5 separate regions of the Mus musculus genome follow, and regions 1, 2, 3 and 4 are each linked to region 5. A link is a contact called in public HiChIP or PLAC-seq and promoter capture Hi-C data. All regions are on one chromosome and are shown on one strand. The core of a region is the stretch at or near the end of the contact, and the rest is flanking DNA. Distances in the headings are between cores, read along the strand shown.

The links. Promoter capture Hi-C pulls out the DNA fragments that hold promoters and counts their contacts. HiChIP or PLAC-seq counts read pairs in DNA pulled down with a chosen protein or histone mark.
Region 1: a promoter capture Hi-C map of hippocampal neurons shows a contact between it and region 5, with 4 times the contacts expected there. The contact joins the promoter of Spg7 here to the promoter of Piezo1 in region 5. A contact is called at or near these places in 3 of 39 promoter capture datasets (the C10 cell line, hippocampal neurons and neural stem cells), 1 of 15 datasets of contacts at CTCF or cohesin (large pre-B cells), 1 of 484 Hi-C or Micro-C datasets (Th1 cells), 13 of 115 datasets of contacts at active chromatin or transcription factors (astrocytes, bone marrow-derived dendritic cells, embryonic hindbrain and 5 more) and 2 of 9 other capture datasets (adipose tissue and liver).
Region 2: a promoter capture Hi-C map of stem cell-derived epiblast-like cells shows a contact between it and region 5, with 2.4 times the contacts expected there. The contact joins the promoter of Sult5a1 here to the promoter of Piezo1 in region 5. A contact is called at or near these places in 5 of 39 promoter capture datasets (3T3-L1-derived adipocytes, embryonic stem cells, hippocampal neurons and 1 more) and 2 of 115 datasets of contacts at active chromatin or transcription factors (large pre-B cells and stem cell-derived neural progenitor cells).
Region 3: a contact with region 5 is called in an H3K27ac HiChIP or PLAC-seq map of embryonic stem cells, with 2.4 times the contacts expected there. The contact joins the enhancer-like site here to the promoter of Piezo1 in region 5. A contact is called at or near these places in 3 of 115 datasets of contacts at active chromatin or transcription factors (embryonic stem cells, epiblast stem cells and pancreatic cancer cells).
Region 4: a contact with region 5 is called in a promoter capture Hi-C map of liver, with 5 times the contacts expected there. The contact joins the promoter of Cdk10 here to the promoter of Piezo1 in region 5. A contact is called at or near these places in 15 of 39 promoter capture datasets (the 3T3-L1 cell line, the C10 cell line, cranial neural crest and 9 more), 1 of 15 datasets of contacts at CTCF or cohesin (large pre-B cells), 3 of 484 Hi-C or Micro-C datasets (CD8 T cells, double positive thymocytes and embryonic stem cells), 9 of 115 datasets of contacts at active chromatin or transcription factors (T-cell acute lymphoblastic leukemia, bone marrow-derived dendritic cells, bone marrow-derived macrophages and 6 more) and 3 of 9 other capture datasets (adipose tissue, embryonic stem cells and liver).

Annotation. Positions count from the first base shown.
Region 1 is chr8:123,063,795-123,067,452 of GRCm38.p6, forward strand. Spg7 (SPG7, paraplegin matrix AAA peptidase subunit) reads left to right here and starts at 1,714. Exons shown (of 17, transcript NM_153176.5): 1 at 1,714-1,915; 2 at 2,679-2,781. The coding sequence starts at 1,733.
Region 2 is chr8:123,156,228-123,160,120 of GRCm38.p6, forward strand. Sult5a1 (sulfotransferase family 5A, member 1) reads right to left here and starts at 2,053. Exons shown (of 7, transcript NM_020564.3): 1 at 1,961-2,053; 2 at 1,212-1,360. The coding sequence starts at 1,353.
Region 3 is chr8:121,880,229-121,884,034 of GRCm38.p6, forward strand. It overlaps Slc7a5 (solute carrier family 7 (cationic amino acid transporter, y+ system), member 5), which reads right to left. Exons shown (of 10, transcript NM_011404.3): 9 at 3,363-3,540; 10 at 918-2,867. The coding sequence ends at 2,812. Among named protein-coding and RNA genes, the nearest start is that of Slc7a5, 26 kb to the right of the region's middle. Within about 2 kb of position 1,958, at least 13 of the 459 cell types and tissues checked have an H3K27ac peak or open chromatin away from gene starts, as enhancers often do. A contact at or near this core is called in embryonic stem cells, where this site is marked.
Region 4 is chr8:123,222,447-123,226,225 of GRCm38.p6, forward strand. Cdk10 (cyclin-dependent kinase 10) reads left to right here and starts at 2,395. Exons shown (of 13, transcript NM_194446.2): 1 at 2,395-2,522. The coding sequence starts at 2,436.
Region 5 is chr8:122,549,421-122,552,850 of GRCm38.p6, forward strand. It overlaps Piezo1 (piezo-type mechanosensitive ion channel component 1), which reads right to left and starts at 1,909. Exons shown (of 51, transcript NM_001357349.1): 1 at 1,555-1,909. The coding sequence starts at 1,618.

The DNA.
Region 1 (3,658 bases), core at 464-2,963, 510 kb after region 5:
ACAATCACCTAAAATTCCAGTTCCAGGGCATTCAATGTCACGTTCAGACCTCTGAGGGCACCAGGCTGGCACATATACACTTACATATAAGCAGGTAAAACACTCAGCCCATACAATTAAATGATTTAAACTTTCACTTCTGCGTGGCACGGTGTGTGCATGCCTTTGATCCAGCCCTGAGGGGGCAGGGGCAGGGAGATCTCTTGTGAGTTTGAGACTGGCTAGGACTACATAGTAAGATAATTTTTATTTATTTATTTACTTCAGAGAGTTTGCTTGACATGAAGCCAGGCACCAGTCAGCACCGAGAAGGCTTATTGTTTGAATTATTTAGTGTTAAGGGACTTGGAGAGTACAGAAAGACATGGAGTGGAAGGAAAGGCACCGAGACTGCTTTGGGGGCTTTCTGCAGTTAGACTACCAGGCACCAGCCTGGCATGGACTAGCAGGACTCAGAGCTTCAGTGGCCCTGCCCAGGCCTGGGATTGCAGCTGTCCATGGGTGGGACAGCAAGCTCTCCCTTCTGTCTCTGCACAAATGAACTGTCAAAGCCAAATGGTATGAAGCTCGGGATGACGGGTGCTCCTCAGGGGCAGTGAGTATAATTAAGGGGGCTCTTAATTTGGTCATAAACACAGTCCACAGGAACAAAGAATGCTAGTGGTTGCCTGATGCTAAGGGAGTTGGAGAAATGGGTAGTAGACCACTAATGGCTATAAGGGGGGGAGGGGTCTGGAAAGATGGCTCAGTGGTTAAGAGCACTGTCTGCTCTTCCAGAGGACACGGGTCCAATCACCACTTTAAATGTTTTATTTAATGTGCACTGGTGTTTTGCTTGCATGTATGTCTGTGGGAGGTTGTCGAATCCCCTGGAACTGGAGTTACAGATGGTCATGAGCTGCCATGTGGGTGCTGGGAATTGAACCTGGATCCTCTGGAAGAGCAGCCAGTGCTCTTAACAGCTGAGCCATCTCTCCAGCCCCTCCAGTTCCGACTTTAGGAGCCCCCCTCCCTCCCTCTCTAAGATTGAGGGCACCGTTTTCCTACTCTGTATGTAGCTGCTGCCCTGTGGTCTCACACACCACTGGCTCTAAGTTGATTCTGTAGCCAGCCAGGGGCATCCCCCGGATCTCTGATGTTCAGAAAAACTGGTTCATTCTTGTCAGGCCGGCACACAGGAGACGGAGCTTGAGTTTGAAGCCAGACTGTTGCACAGCGATACTGTATTTAAAAAAACAAATAACCAAAACCAAGAGGCAGGTGGATCTCCGAGTTCGAGGTCAGTCTGGTCTACAGCGAGAGGACAGCTAGCACCACACAGAGAAACAACAAAATAAATACGTACAGGAAGGACGGAAGTGGCCAACAGGAACCACCAAATCGCACCCCAAAGAAAGAGATAACGTGAAAAGCGAATCGTGTATCCACTTGCCAAGTACTGGAAACCGCAACTTGGACTGTTAATAAAACACAAGAGAGAAAAATACCGGGTAACCGTAGCCTGTCTCTACGTGAACCCGCAGGCTGCGGGCTGCTAGCTTTCGCGCTGCGCACCCTGCTGACTCTCGAGGTTTCGCAGCTAACCTTGCGGATACCAGACGGTTCGGACCGCGCAGGCGTCGCCAGGAGCGCGCGACCTTCAACCCCGCGCAAGCGCAAAGGGAGGCCGCCCTCAAAAACCTGACCGTTAGGGCGGCCGGAGCCGCACTGCGCAGGCGCCGCTTTCGGCACCATGGCGGCCGCCTTGCTGCTGCTTCGCGGGCTCCGCCCCGGCCCGGAGCCCCGGCCCCGACGGCTGTGGGGCCTGCTCTCAGGCAGGGGCCCAGGCCTCTCGTCCGGGGCTGGGGCCAGGCGGCCGTACGCGGCCCGCGGGACTCCGGTTGGCCCGGCTGCGGCTGGAGGCCACGCGCCTCAGGTAACCCGCTCGGAGCCCGGCGGCGGCGGGTGTGGCGGGTCGGTCCGCGCCGACCGGAAGTGCGCCTGCACCTCGCTCTTCCGCAGGAGGATGGCTGCTGTGGGCTCCCCGGGACGGGAGGCAGCATCTGCCTCGGGTGGTTCGTCTCTCCCTGGCGTGTGTGAGAGAGACGCCCTGTATCACTGTCCCTGGCGGCTTCAAACTGAGTCCTGGTCACCCGTGCCTTTCCGTCCTCTTCTTTCTGGTCTGGAGGCAGGCGTTCATGTGTACTCGGAGCAGCCCTTGGACTCCCGATCCTTTTGCCCACATAGGTGGTGCACACTTGCAATTTCAGTATTTGCTGGTAGGACGAGGCCAGGAAGATTGTGAATTGGAGACTCAAACTGGGCTGTGGGTGAAAGTTAATTGACTTTTGTTTCTTCGGTTTTTTTGTTTTGTTTTGTGGCTGAGTCCAGTGAAATTCATTGATGGAGTTGATTGACACTTTCCCTTGGCCCCTCCCCTTCTTGGGAGGCAGTTCTAGGATGGAAACCGAGGAGGGAGAGATTCTCAATACACAGTTGAAGATGACTTTGAACTTTTGATGCTCCTGCATCCCCTCCCAAGTGCTGGGATTACATGCATGCGCCACTGTACCCAGTTTTAAGGAGGTACTGGGGATCAAATCCATAGCTTTCTGCATGCTAGGCAAGGACTTTGATTAGGCCTGTGTTGTTGTGGTATATGGTCTTAGTGTTACCTCGGTCTTTTTCTCTTTTTACAGAGTTTGCTATTGCGAATACTGACCCCTAGCTTTGAAGGTATTAGCGGATTGTTACTGAAACAGCATATAGTTCCAAATGCAGTCAGACTGTGGCCGCTTTCAGGTGTGTATGCATTGCATGGTCCATTACTGAGGGACACAGGTTTTACTGTAGTCCTATAAGAGCATAGTGGAAGAGGACAAAACCAAACAAACCAGGTCTTACATGCCTGTAATCTCAGCACTAAAACAGGGGCTGCCAGTTGGAGGTCAGGCAGAACTAGCTAGTGAAACCCTGCTGGCCCCCTGCTCACCCCCACCCCCCACCCAAAAAAACAAAAGGTTTTATGTTGTCTGAGAGCACAGCACTTGCTGCAGTGAGCAGGGCTCGCTGTGATGTTCAGTAGAGTAGCCTAGGAGCAGAAGGCCATGCTGTGTGTGCAGCAGCATCCACCATCTCAGGCTGTGTGCATGCACTCTAGTCTAAGAGTGGAGGCTCCTTGGCAGGTGACAAGTGACATAGGAGAACGTCACTAGTTAGACACTGACCAGAAGACTAGGAACACCCAGCCACTAAGAGTACCTTTGATTCTTTTAAAAAACAAAACACCTGAACTTGTGACCCTCTTCAGTCCTGAGGTTACAGGTATGTACCACTCTGTCCAGTGTTATGTGAAGCTAGGGATTGAACTCAGGACTTTGGGCATGGTAAGCAAGTACTCTAACAACTAAGCTATATTTTCATTGTAACCTTTGGTTCTTTGTGCTGTGAGCTATGTTAGCCCTGTTATGGATAATCTGAAGTGAAATGTATAGCTAGGGGCTGTGAGCACTCCTTGATCATCCTGCCTGTCCCTTCCCAATGGGAGCACGTGAGACCCCACTCCTCACCTGGGGGTTGCAGACTGGTTTGTTTGGTTTTGTTTTCTTGAAACAAGGCATTAATTTGCAGTCCAGCCTGGCCTTGAACTTAGAATCCTCCTGTTCTCACCCTCCAGGTG
Region 2 (3,893 bases), core at 803-3,302, 610 kb after region 5:
TGGGCCCAGTTCAGGGACATGTGATAAGATTCAGCAAGGTATCTTTCCGCTACAGGCCAGAACCTGCCTGCTCTGCGAGGATGGGATCTCGTACTTATAGTGGGATGATCGGTCCCCACCCCCTGCCCACATACAGGGACAGTGACAGCCTGGATCCAGGATCCCATAGCTCTGCTGCCCTATCCTTTAAGATATACTGAGGCTGGAGGCGCAGTCTGACAGATCCCAGCCCACCCACTGCATTCTTTCTGGTGGGAAGCCCAGCCCACAGACCAGGCCCCTGGGTAGATATGTTAAGATGTGAATGGAGGGATCGGATCCAGGGAGTAGGAGGGGGGTGGGGCAGGGCTGGAACTTGGGACAACTATGCAGGGTGGAGGGGAAGGGGGTCTGGTGTGAGGGGAAGACTGTCAGGAATGTGGAGTATAGGAGGGTTGCTTGGCCCTATCTGCTGAATTGCTGACTTACCTAAGTCACTACAGTCCAGGTGGCCCTGGTGGCCAAGTCACATGAAGCAGATCTTGCTCTCAGTGGCATTGTGTCCTAGCTGGGCTATGTCCAGGAGACAAAAGCAAACTATGCCCTATGTGCCTATCCTGACGGATTCAGGATGGGGAGGATGGTTATGCAGGGTCTGCAGAGCTATGCTGCTACCCTGAGCACACTGGAGGAGAGTAGACCAGGCAGTCTTATGGGATTAGGGAGTTCCTGTGCCCCACATAAACATACTTCACTGGGGTGATGTACACCATTCACCCCAGCATGATTCAGGACAAGGAAAAGCTTTGTCCCCCAAGGACCACCCGCCTAAGAATAAAGCCAGATTCTCAGCACACACCCCATTTCACCCCCCCCCCCCCAGCATTCCTCCCATGGCCTCAGAAACACGTTCAAGCAAGTGCAGAGAGATTACAAGAAGTCTGTGTGAACCTGACCAAGGTACAGGGGGAGAGGGGGGCTGCTTGTACCCAGGATACCCTGTGCTTCTGAGGCTATTAGAAAGAGGAACAACCAGCCAAGGAGGCTAGTGAGGGGCTTCATACAGCTGGTACTGACTCAAGCCAGAAAGGCAGCCCTACAGCTTATACCAGTCACAGGTGACAGAGAGGGCCCGGGTGTCTACAGTGCCGAGAAGGGGACTGAGGCACTATGGGTGGCAGGAAGCCCTGGTGTTGGATTGTCCAGGCTCCTTGTCCCAGTCTGTCTCTCACCTGACTTGGGAAATGTTACCAAGAGGATGTCTGTGTCCTGGAACTGGAAGGAGCAAGCCGCTTTCAGGGACTCTGGGGTGTGTATGAATCCTGGGAAGCGGACGCCATCGAAGATTTCAGTGGTGTTCATGCGCTCAGTCATGCTGGTGCTGTGCGGAACAGGGCTGGAGGTGAGGAAGTCTGTTACCGAGGGCCCAAGCTCTTTCCAGTAGATACAGGCCAGTCTGCCATTCCATCATGAAAGTGTTGAGATAGGTCCACACCCAGTGGCTACTGTTATTGCTCTCAGGCATCATTGCAGGACCATCTTAGAACCTTGGACAGACTTGTCTGTCGTCTGGCCCAAGAAAGGTCCCAACCCCATCAGAGGATATAGACCTCTGTGCTATGGCCTTGGAATGACAGTGGCATCTGTCTGGCCTTGAGAGTGTGGCTGGTTGCTTGCAGAATTCTGCCCTAGCCACCAGCTCTTGGCCATCTGTATGCAGGGCTACACCTCGAAAGTGTGTGGTTGTGATGGATCATGAACATCCTTGCGGACTTGAGAGCTGCTTGTCTCGGCCCCAAAGCATAGTGGGATCGGTATCTAAAGGCCCCATCTAGAGAGCAAGCAGCTCCCACCCACAGCCCCCCTCCAGTCTTGCTCTACAGCTGCCCAGACTGGGCTGACAGGAATGTTTCTACTGAATCCTGGAGCAGCCTCCGACAGAAGCCCCACCTCCCCTGTTTCCTCGGGATCCCCTACTTACCACAAAGTCCTTCTTCCAGTGGTACCTGGCTGTGCGCACGCAGCCCAGACCTAGGAAATGTGGCTCAGGCTCTACTTGGGCACCTCCAAAGAGGCTCCACCCTAGCGTTGCAGGGCCCTGGGGCAGAAGACTGCAGGGTGCCCCGCCCCCAACCAGACCCATTTGGGGGAGGGGCTGGGAAGAGCGCCCCCATAGGCAAGCAATAAGCGGATAATCTTCGGGACAAAACCTATTTTTCAAGCAGACTAAGGTGCTCAAAAAATAAGTTTAACAGTGTCTGGGAATGACACAATTTTCCTGTTTCAACAATGCTCCCCTGTGGAGCACTGGCCAGGAAGGGCCAGGAAGGGGCCAGGAAGGGGCCAGGAAGAGGCAGTGCACCGTCCCTTTCTTGTATTCTGACAACAGAAGGCAGCTTTCTCTACCACCCTAGGACCCACCATGCAGTTTATATAATTTTGACATTTGTGGTAAGATACAGTACAAAGCAACCAGCTCTGACAGAGTACATCCGTGAAGACTTTTCCATCTCCCGCCACCTCCAGCTGCCAACCACCAGATTCCCTTGTCTCATGTTCTCATTAGGCAGCTGCCAGCCAGCATGAAAATGTCTCTCTGCCTACAGGGCCACTTACAACCAGAGTCCAGGGGATTTGTATACAACACAACAAAACTTCTTCCATTTGCTTAGGAGATTTGTGTTCTTCTGTTTGGTTGGTTTGGGCTTCTGGTTTGTTTTTGATCCATTCTGCTGCAGGGGAGTACCCAAGGGTCCTCATCCTCTTTGTCTTATAGGTAGGAAACGGTGTGTGTATCAACACACACCCACAGAGCACACACTGACCCGGTGTCTGTTTGTCCTTGGCTGTCCTTTAAAGTGTAACTCTGGTCCTGATTCCTCTTCTCAGACCTTGCCCGGGAGAAATCAGCACACGCAACCCACAGAGACTACAGCCAAGTTCTCCAAAGGCTCAGCTAAATTGATTTCACTAATTCACACACCATGTGACTACCACAGTCACGACTGGGACATATAAAACAGTTCAGGCCTCCTTCTTACCATAAACCCGTGTCCTCCCCCGATAAGTTACTCAAGCCTGTCATCACCTCTTGTTTCCCTTGTTGTTGAAGGCCACACGATGCACAGCCTTGTGTCTGGGTTTGTTCCCTGCTCCTTGTGTTGCTTACGACATTCATCCATGTCATTGTGTGTATGGACAGTTCTTCCACGCGGCTGTGTTGTGTTGAATAGGTAAGTGTTCACCTGCTCACCGTATGTTTACGGACATCAGGGCTGTTTCTAGTTGTGATAGATTTCTTTTTTGTTTGTTTGTTTTTTTGTTTTTTGAAGACAGGGTTTCTCTGTATAGTCCTACAGGCTGTCCTGGAACTCACTTTGTAGACCAGGCTGTCCTCGAACTCAGAAATCCGCCTGCCTCTGCTTCCCAAGTGCTGGGATTAAAGGCGTGTGCCACCACCACCCGGCTGTGATAGCTTTCTTGAAGTGTGATTCATATAGAAGAGCTGAAGATGGGGCTCAGTCGGAAGAGTGCTTACCTGGCGTTCGGGAACCCTGGATTCAGTCTCCGCCATTGCACATACAAGGTGGCATACATGCCAATGCACATACATGGTGGCATATGTGCCATTGCACAAACATGGTGACATATGCCTACAATCCCAGCATTCAGGAGGTAGAGGAGAGTCAAATATTTAAGGTCATCAGCTATACATTGACTTTAAGGCCAGCCTGAGCTACAGGAGACCCTGTCTCAAAAGCAGTGGGAGATTAGAGAGATGGCTCAGCAATTAACAGCACTTCCTGCTCTTGCAGGGGACTTGGATTCAGTTCCCAGTACCCACATGGTGGCTCACAACCATCTATAACTCCAATTCTAGGGGGTTTTATGACTAGGACACTCTTCTGGCCATC
Region 3 (3,806 bases), core at 708-3,207, 670 kb before region 5:
TGGTGTGAGCAGGGAGGGTGGGGGCTGATAAAAGGCAGGGAGTGTTTGGGTCTATGAACCTCAGAGATGTGCAGATAACTGAATTTCTAGCTTTACCAACAGGGAAGGATGGTATGGGCCACCACCATTTCATTTGCCTGTGGACATAGCTGCCCCACCCGTCTCCTAATAGGGAAGTGGGGGGGGCAGTACTGTATGTATGTGACAGGCTCACCTCAGAGTGGCCAAGTGTTCAGGTACCTCTGCTGGGCAGTTCCCAAACTGCTTCAGGATGTCAAGCTAAGAGCCGAGAAGGTTGCCCAGGGCCTCAGCTTTGGGCTTATACACACCTGCCATCAGAACCCTCTGCTCTTATAGCTACTCTCTGTTCAGATAGTGATACCTGGAAACTGATGGCTGGCCCCGAGGACCCGAACAGTACCCAGTCCCTTGGCTAGCAAATGTGACTTGGAAGACAAGACCCAGTAGGGGTTCTAAGACCTCAAGGGTCCCTCTGCCACAGATGCTAGCCTAGGGGCCATGCTAGCCTGCAAAGAGCAGTGAACCCTAGTTTCCAAGTCTGACCTGTCTATGAGACAGGTGTGTGTGTGTGTTGTGAGATGACCTGGCATCACTTAACTTCTTGCTGGGCTCCTTTCCTCCTGCACCTCCCCTCAGATGGTGCTCTCAGCACAGTTAGCCTCACCATTAGCCTACTGGTTTCCTCTGGGCCAAGCCCCTCCCACCTAGAGGCTTCCAGAAACCCTCTCCCTCTTGTGACCTTAATGTGTCCCTGGCCCCCTGGCTTCCTTCCAGCCTTGTCACCCTCAGGGGTTGGTGAGCAGAGGAATGTATGTACGGCTGTGAGACTTGGGTGGGCTGGGAGGAAAGATGCTTCCTACACAGGGAATTTGGCACAGACCACAGAACACAGTCAGCAGCTTAGAATTCCAATAGCTTTTAAAAAAAACAAAACCAACCCCCCAAAAAAACAAAAAGCCTCACAAAACAGCAGACCTCTGTACCCCCCCCCCAGTCTAATGTAACAGGCTAGCCATTAATACAATAGTAAAAGACATTATAACCACAGCACTATCTCAGGTGGCACAGCAGATGGACCCAGTGTGGTGGGTCAGACACTGACCATTGAAAGGGGCCAGGTAGGGGTGTCTTTCAGGGCAGTGACATGTTAGGATAAAACCAAAATAGAAAGCACTGGGCAAAATGGCGGTGGTCGGAGCTTGATTTGAAAATAAAAACCTACAGATGGGCATCCTCAGAACATCACAAACAGGAATGACAGGGCCTTCTCAGAGAGCCTGGGTCAGCACCATGAATCCCTGCCCTTTAACCCAGGCTGTATCTGGGGACACACCCCAGGATGGAACTGGGTCCCTGCCCTCATTTCCAGGGAAGAGACCCCAGTTCCCATATCTGGGAGAACCTTCAAGAGGCACTCTGACCTTGACCTTGCTTCCTCACCCCAATGAAAGGGAACCCCAGAAGCACAGAGGAGAGGTCAGGGTGGCCAGTGGTAAGTCACCACTATGTAAGAACTGCATAGTAGCCATTCCAGTAGACACCCCTTCAGGGAGGCCATGGTCTGAGGCAATGGCAGAGGCCAGCAGGGGACGCACATCCTGAAGTCCCTCCAGCAGATCAGCTCCTTCAGTGATGTGCTGGCTGGACCCAACTGTCTCACCCAGAGCACAACGGGAAGGCTGCAGGATGGTCCCACACATGTAGCCAGTGGCTTTCATACTCAGGGAGCTGGAGTGGTCACACCACACTGGTGGCAGAGAGCAGAGGGGTGCTTGGTGCCTATTTTTCTGAACAATGGCTAAGGGTGGGGCTGGAGGGAGCAGTAGTGACTTTGACAGAATGCTACTAGCAGTCTCAAGAACAATGGGGACAGACCAGGTGCTTGGGGGTGGGGGTGGGGGTGGGAGAGCCATGGTGCTGGTCTGGTTCTAAGAGAGGTGGGGCAGGGCGGGGAGTGCTGTGCGTGTGAGAGCCGGGGCACTGCTGCATTGTGTGCACAGAGCACAAGGCCCTGCAGCGGACAGCTAGGTGCTGTTAGGGTCATGGCTGCAGAGATCTTTCATATGGAGCCAGGACTTCAGGGCGGCGAGAGCTGAGCTCTACATTTTCAACCTAACAAGTGACCCACACAGTAGAGCTCTGTCTCATGAGAAAGGTTGGGGTTCCATCTCTAGGGTCCCAGAAAACTAAAGTCCAAGCTAGCATATGTGTCGTCCATCTGTCAGTCCAAGTCCACAGTGGAACAGGTGATGTGCAAGTCTCAGTAGTTCTTCTGACCTGGTGACAGTGATGCGGTCCCCTTGAGGCACTCTATGCTACTGAACGACAGCCTTGGGAAAAGAGCTGTGGCCAGCAGTTCCCACAGGGCCGGACTGTGCGGCCACGGCATCTCCTGCTCCTTGCTACCCTGTTTTGTTAAAAAATAATCATCTCGCTAGTGTAAACTTGACCCAAATGCACGCTACAAAAACCAAAACAAAACAAAAATCACAGGGGAGAAAGCCTGGATGTGGCAGTCCCCAGAAAGTCAGAAAGTCCAGGCCTCAGGTCCCAGCACGCCTCATACTGGGTGCTGTGTCTGCATGGACCATGGACGGTCACCTTCTGGGACCAAATCGTACCAGTTTTCTTTCACAGCCACTGTGGACACCTGACGTTTGAGGGACAGTGGATTGTGTTAGGCGGCTGGTGGTGCTCACTGGAGCTGTGGGGCTGACAGGCCTGGCCGCTGATCTTCCAAAGGAGAGTTGTCTGGAGCAGGCACAGCGCGGCAGCACCCAGGACACGTGACTAAGTCTCCTGAGGTACCACCTGCATCAACTTCTGGCAGAGCACCGTCACAGAGACTGCGGGGAGAGGGAGGACAGGAGTGAACTCAGGGTGGAGGATCGGGCGTGAGCTCTGCCCGCCTACTCTCACCAGTCCGTTTACCCTTTTGAAATCTCAGGTGATGAGGCTGGACATGGTGAACACACGTCCTACGCCAACTGGAATCAGCCAGAGCTGGGCGCCTCAGATACAACTTTTTCAGGCTCTATGTTGTCAGGCTACCGTGTCTGAGCTAGTTGCCAGTGGTGGGGTTTTTGCCAGTTCGCAGGGCAGCTGGCCACAGAATGCCTGCTAAGACCAGCGAGGGTGGGACCCCAAGTCTACTCCCTGTACCCCCATGACTCTCAATGTTGGCCCACACACTAGTGTGCAAACCCTTGGCTTGCACCACGAAGCCTGAGGCCCAGCATGAATGATTCTCTTGGTTTGTAGGGTGCACATGGCAGGACCTACGATCCCTCATCCCTGTTGTTCCCGCCCTGACTGGTATGGGCAGTGGTGTGCACACTTACAGATAGCCTGCAGAATCCACTTGGGCTTGTTCTTCCACCAGACACCAAAGAAGTAGACAGGCAGCCCGCTGAGGATGATGGCGAAGCCAATGCCACACTCCATGGGTGTCTTCCAGAATGACACGGCAATGAGGAAGAGGCAGGCCAGGATAAAGAACACCGGGAGGGCCAGATTCACCTGGGACACAATGGCGACATGTAGGCCACCAGGATCTCCTGGTGGAGAGTCTCCTCCACACACCCATGGCCCGTGGACACAGTGGAAGGCTCCCACCTCTTGCCCTGTGGCTGGCGTGTGCCCTCGAGCCATCATCTTCTTTCGGGTCTGCCTACCTACACCTCCCTAGACCTTGGGCCTTTGCCTTCAAGTGGTTTAACTGCCTCCAGCCGCCCGCCTTGCCTGTCTTGAACGGTCATGGGCCTGTGGAGGGCAGAAGCCTTGTC
Region 4 (3,779 bases), core at 1,145-3,644, 670 kb after region 5:
CATGTTATGAGACTTGTTACTGATGCAAAAGAATGAAATGTGTCCTGGAGGTGAGGAGGGCATGGGGCACTTGGGACTCTGGCAGTAGCCTGTGAATGCTGTCTTGTTCTTTTGGACCTGTGGATGAAGGGTCTTTATAGCAAAGGACCACTAGGAATGCCAGACATGTTGGCCATGAGACAAAACTGCCATATTGGTTGGCCTCTGGGGGCTAAGCAGAGACAGTGGTATGGCCATCAGGATCACAAACATAACCTTCGCCTGTACTAGGGCTGGGGGGATCTGCTGCCTGTAACACATGCCAACAGATCCTAACAGATACATCATACCAGCTAGTATATAAAATACATACTACCCTATCTAGTATACACTTGCAGGCCTGACTGTATGCATGCATGTATACATACATGCACACACACATATTCATACACATGACTTAAATTAATTTTGTTGTGTTTTATAATGTGGTATAATGCAACAGGAAGGAGCCCCTCCCATGATAAGGAGTCCCATTGAACCATCACGCAATGCCACAGGCCTACTAAGTGGAGCAGGGAAGGGGCAGAGGCAAAGTGGGGAAGGGTAAAGAGAGAAAGAGAGGAAGAGAGAGAAGGGAAGAAGCCAGCCAGGAACATGTGGGGATAGAGAAAGAGAGAATGAAGAAGGAGGGAGAGAGCATAGGAGGTAAGAGAAAGCTGGGGTGTTAGCAATCCTCAAACAGGCCTGGCTCTCACATGATGGCAGATGATGACATAAGCTGTTGCTAGGTTGCTGTTGCTGTTGCTGGAGCCTAATGGAACTGTCTGCAAGCCACTAACTTTAAAATTGCTTTGTAGTCAGGCAGTGGTGAGACACGCCTTTAATCCGAGCACTCGGGAGGCAGAGGCAGGCAGATTTCTGAGTTCAAGACCAGCCTGGTCTACAAAGTGAGTTCCAGGACAGCCAGGGCTACACAGAGAAACCCTGTCTCAAAAAAACAAAAACAAAAACAAAAGCAAAAGCAAAAAAAAAAAAAAAACTTTGTGTATGTAGTGCTAAGGAGTGAGCCTAGGACTTGACCCAATGCTAGGCAGGCGCTCCACCACTGAGCTACAATCCCAGCTGGAGTTCTGAAACAGGGATAGGGTCTCACATCCAATCCAGTCTGGATTAGAACTCAGTATATAGCCCAGGCCAGCCTTGAACATGCAGCCTCAACCTCTTGACTGCTGCAATTACAGGTGACAGTGTGCCCAGAGGAAAGCTGAATTCCAAAGTTAAAAAGAAATGTAAGATAGCAAACAATCCATTAGAAATCTTACAGTATTATTATTTATGACTTTTTTTTCTTTTTGGTTTTTTTCGAGACAGGGTTTCTCTGTATAGCCCTAGCTGTCCTGGAACTCACTTTGTAGACCAGGCTGGCCTCCAACTCAGAAATCTGCCTGCCTCTGCCTCTCAAGTGCTGAGATTAAAGGCGTGCGCCACCACGCCCGGCATGATTTATTGACACACTACTGAAAGCCTTTTAAGATAGGCTATGCACCCCATTCTAGCTTTGAACTCAGAATCTTCTGGCCTCAGTCTCCAGAGTGCTATGATTACAGGCATATGGCACTGTGTCCAAACACCAACTAATCTGCTTGCATTAACCTAAGTATAGTGCCCACATGGACCTGCACTCTGGCCATTTAGAAGCAGGAACATTCATCTTCCTAATCTATATAAACCCTCCACAGATGATCAGAGCCAATTGGTGTTCTGAGTTCATTACTCAGTACAAGAGCTAAGTGCAAGTCTTGCAGCACTAGCTCACCGATTAAGGGTGCAGAGCTCCAGACAGAAGGGACCAGGTTCAAATCCCAGCAGCCGGGCACTCTTATTGCCTGGCAAAACAAACAAACAAACAAAAAAAGCTGAGTGAGTGCAACCTCCAAGAACCACTTGGACTAGAGTTGCTCTCCAGTGGTCAGTACATTAATTATCTTCATTTTCTCGTGTACGCTGCCCGGGCTGTACAAGGTTTCCTTCCGTCTTGTCCTGGGCTAGTGATGGGGACGAGGTTGGCCTCGGGAATGACTGGGTTCCCACACATCCAGCTTTCGGAGAATGTACCCAACCACTATCAGAAAGCATAGCTCTCAGCAGTGGTGGTCTGGAAGGGCAGAAAGCACGGCTGATCGCTGGAATTGGTCTCACTTAAATGGCAAACAGGGAAGAGACGCATTTTCCTCCAGTTGATCAAAACCAATCTGAGTCTTCTGCAGGCTGGCCTACAGATGGTACTTTGAGCAGCTTTGTAGAAGTGTGTCTGCATCTAACGCTAAAAGACAACAGAGCCTCTGCGCTCCGAGCGGATTCCGTCCCCAAGTCCAGAACAAACCGGAAGTACGTCATGCGCCTGCGCCGAGGGGCGTTACGCCTGCGCGCTGGAAGAGGGCGGCAGCGGCTTGGGCATGGCAGAGGTGGACCTGGAGTCGGATCAGATCCGATTGAAGTGTATCCGTAAGGAAGGTTTCTTCACCGTGCCTCCAGAACACAGGGTGCGACGGGGTGCCACTCGTGCGGCGCTGAGTGGCAGGGCCAGACTGAAGCGCACCGGGGCGTTCCGTGTCGCGTTCAAGTTTGAGGTTCCAGCGTCGGAGGGGGAACGGCAGTCCCCGAGTTTGCCGCGGCGTGGGCAGAAATCGGCAGCCCAGAGGCTGGGGCGGGGTGGGACCGAGGACGAGCGACCAAGGGCGAGAAGAGTGGGAGGTTCCCGGTGGCACCTGCAGCCGCGGGGGTCTCACCTGGCGTTACCCACAGTCTTGTCTCTTTTGTGTGATGTGAAGGTGAACCTTAAGGGGCTCCGATTTCTGCTCCAGTAGACGTTTGGTGGGAAGAGGTTTTGCCGCAGCCCACGTATTTTTAACTTCTTGTTTATGCTTTGCGAGGCCAAGGCACATTAACTAAGAGCCTCAGAGCACAAGGCACGAGACAACACTTAACAACTAGTTAACTCAGAGCACTGCACTGGAAGCCGAGGTTGCGAAAGCCGTTCTTAAAGGGGGAGAAAATGCACGTGTGCAGTGGTCCCTTAAGTCAAAAATGTCAGAGTCCTGCGTGGTGGTCCACACTGGTAATCCCAGTCAGGGAGTTGAGGCAGGATGGTCACTCCACTTTGGAGGGGAGCCTGGGCTACAGAGTGAGACCTGGACTCAGAAATAAGCCGAGATATAAAATAGTGGAGACTTTGGAGAAAAGGAGTATTCTGTAAGAAGTTTGTAGAAGAGTTGACATTTGTTTTGGACCAGGAAGTGTTGCCAAAATTTGGGCAGATCTGACAAGGAATGGTATACCACACTCAGGTGGCAGCACAAAATCCTGGTGAATGGAATTTCGAAGTGAACAGGGATCCTCGAGGAGAGGGAGGGAGGGAGGGAGCTCAGAGTGGATCGTGGGGGCCATCAGGTATCAGAGTAACAGAACCCAGGGCAGGGCAGTTAAGAGTCGGGAAGCCAGCAGGGGGCTGGTGGAATAGAATCCTAAGCTTGCTCTGGTCCTTCTGTACCCAAGGAATGCTTAGCTAATGCACTTAGAAAGGCACCTCACACATGAAAAGTTGGCACTCCCTGTTGAAGGCCGGATTCTCCTGCACAGAGGTGTTTGTGCCCATGGCTTGTGGCCATTTGGTACTAGACAGCAGACATTTGGAACACTGGGTTGGAGGGGATACTTAGGCCATCTTCAGTATGCTTCAGTATTTCAAAGTGATTCCAGTGGTATCTGTCCCCTTCACTCATCAGAAAATTCCAAATACA
Region 5 (3,430 bases), core at 659-3,158:
ACTGATCCTTGGAGGGTAAGGATAAATTCTAGCTAGTAGCACTGCTGTCCACGAGCTAAGAAATGATTTTGCATTTTTTTTTAACTGCTGGAAAAAAATATCAGAGTATTTCATGATGTGAAAGCATTCACCATCTGGCCTGTCAGAGAAAAGTCTGCCGGTTTTGTTTAAGCACGGCCCTTGTCTGTGAAAGAGGACCTCTTCCATGAAGATGGAGAAGCCTTTCTCTGCACACAACAGGACCACCTCTTCCCTGCCCTGCCCTCCTTGTTCCCAAGTGTTGACAGTCAGTGAAGGAGCCTGAGAAGCAGCTCTTGTTGAATCTTTAAGAAGGGTACCCGTCTTCTACATTCTCATCCACCCATTCTGCTTATATTTACAGTCTGACCGTCTACAGGCCAGCGAGGAAAAGAAGCCACAAATGTGGGCCCTAGACCTTGGCTCTCCTAAGTCCGGGCTGAGCTGAGGACAGTATCCGCTGGCCCCTCCTTTCAGAGCTCAATGGTTTTCATTGATTCCTGCCTTGAAAAATCCCCCCCACCCCCCCACCCCGGTCTCACCACATTTTGGTCCTACAAATCAAAACTTGGCCTGTGTGGAAGTCATTGCCCGGGTTGCCTGACACCCCCCGGAGCCTGTTCCTGAAACAGGGTGCACAAGCAGTGTCCGTGGAGAGATGGAGGGAATCACGCACAACCCCCCCACCTCCAACAGATGGACTTCCACGAGGCAGACCAACTTTCACAGTGGGTACACTGACTCTCTGTGGGCTAATTTAATCAGACCCCGAGGAAGGTCACATGTGGAGGGGTGCTGACTGCTTCAGGAGGTGTAAGGGGGTGAGCAGCTGGGCAAGGTGCCCTGGGTGAGGCTGGGAGGGCGGCAATGGAGCCCAGCACCTATGACACCAAAAGAGAGAAGCTCTTTGCAAGAAAGGGACGTATGCCAAGGTAGGGGATCTCCAGTTCTGACATCAGGCAGAGCCTCCTGGGGCGCCCTGTGCCCCAGTCCCTCTGGAAGGTAACCAAGTAGGGCACAAGGAAGACAGGAGCTTAGCATTGGACAGACAACCTCGGAACTGAGACTAAGAACTGCGCCTAGGGCTGGAACATTAGTTCTGGTAGGAAATTTCTGACTTGAAAAGCTCCAGGCAGAACGCCACCTTCTCCCAGATTGGTCAGGAAGTCATGATGCAAGTTTGATTTTTTTCTTTCTTTCTTTCTTTTTTCTTAACTACGAAAGAGAATAGAAAGTCGCGCTCCCCTCACAGCTCAGACACTAACAGCCCCTTGCCCGGGCCTCTCCTCCCAGCCCGCGTGGAGACGCCCAGCGCTATCTGGGGCTCTCGCGGACCCGCGCCTCGCCGTTGCCTGCCGTGCTTTCCACTCGGTGCCCGGGCCGGGCCCGCCGAGGCCGCCAGCGCGCTCACGCCTCTGGAATGCGAGCGCCCTGGGCCGCGAGTCCCGCGGAATCTCCTCGCCTATGCTCGCCCGCCGGGGCGGCGCGGCGCAGGGGGACGCGGACGCAGCCTTCCCGCCCGCGCCCTCCACTCACCCGCCAGGAGCGTGCAGGGCAGCAACAGCCAGTAGAGCCCGGCGCCCAGCACGTGCGGCTCCATGCCCCGCGGCCGGGGGACCGCCCGGGGTCGCGCCGCCGTGGCTAAAGGGAGGTGCGAGGGCCGGAGGAACCGCGCGCCATGGCACTCTGGGCGGGTCTCCGCACGTGCGGCGCGCGGCTGCTGTGACCTCCCGCCGGCCTCGATCTCGGGTCGCCGGCCGGCCCGGCCGCGCCCTCTGGTTCCCGACGGCCGGATCCCGCGCACGCTGGGTTGTCAGCCCGCCCGGCTCGGAACTCACGGCGGCTCGTGGAGGCCGAGCTGGGCCGGACGGCGACGCGGCGGCTCTCTCCCTGCTCCCGCCTGCGGGCCTTTATAAGCTCGGCCCCCGCCCTCCCTGGAGTGCCCGCCTCCGCGCTTCCCCCGACGGCCAGGCGCGCCCAGGCACCCCCTCGCTGCCCAGCGCAGTCTGCTCGAGCGCCGGCCCTACTAGCCTGGCTGGTGCCGGTGACCCGGAGACCTCGACCCGCGCGCCCCCCAAACCCTCCTTCAGCCCAGCGCAGTTACTCGCACTGTGCCCGTGGGGCGCTTCTCCCTGGGGCTCCGGGGCCTGGGACCCGGGGTGGGGGCAATACAAGAAGACTCCCAAAGACCTGACCCACTTAGTACCCACGCGCAACTGCGCCCCTCGTGGTTGGAGCAACTTTCGCTTTGTTCCCCAAGCCGTGATGGCGCAGCGCCCTCTGGGGGCTGTCAGAGTCCCTAACTGTGGCACTGGCGGCCACGCTGGCTAGGCCTTGGTGGTTGGGGTGGAGAGACACCTTACTGCTGTGGCATCAGACAGCTGCATCCCACTGTGGTCTGCGTTGGGGCTTTGGGACTGCTTCCAGTCACACCTGCCCCCACTGTGTGGCTTGGCTTTAGTCAGTGTGCTACAGACAGTAGCAAAAGCTGACAGAGCACCTGCTGTCCCATTGGTGGCCAGACAAGGTCTGAGTCCGGCACGTGCCCGGTACCTCACCCAAGCCGCCTTGGTTTGGCTCAGTCTTCCGTATTAAGGTGGATAGGAAAGACGAAATGAAAAGGGGTCAAGAACGGCACAGTTGGACCAAGTTCAGGATGCACTGGGAAATGAGTAGCATTAGGGGCAGAGGCTTAACCGGGAGCGGTGATGATGTGACCCTTTTGAGCCTCAAGGCACCAGCAGGCTAAAGTCAATCACACTTCAGAACCTTCAATTTTCCAGAACCACCAGAAATGCAGGCTTTCCCTGGACATATAGTATTTAAACTGCCTAGCTTGGTCTCCAAGACTCACCTCTAGTCTGACTCTGAAGGGGTGCTGCTAAGACACGGGAAGGTTCAGAAATTCATTCAGACCTGCTCCTTGAGCAGCAGTTCTCAACCTGTGGGTCGTGACAGCTATGGGCCTTGAACGACCCTTTCATAGGGGTTGCATAATAGATATCCTACATAACAGCTATTTACATTATGATTCATAAGAGTAGCAAAATTATAGGCCGGGCGTGGCCTTTAATCCCAGCCCTCGGGAGGCAGAGGCAGGCAGATTTCTGAGTTCGAGGCCAGCCTGGTCTACAAAGTGAGTTCCAGGACAGCCAGGGCTACACAGAGAAACCCTGTCTCAAAAAAAAAAAAAAAAAAAAAAAAGAAGTAGCAAAATTATAGTTATAGCAACAAAATAATTTTATGGTCAAGGGTCACCACAACATGAAGTGTCTTAAGGAATATTAATTAATTAATTATTAATTAATAATAAATAAAAATAATTAATAATAAATAAATAAGCAATATTAGAAATTAATTAAGCAATATTAGGAAGGTTGAGAACCACTGTCCCAAAGGAACTGAAATGTTT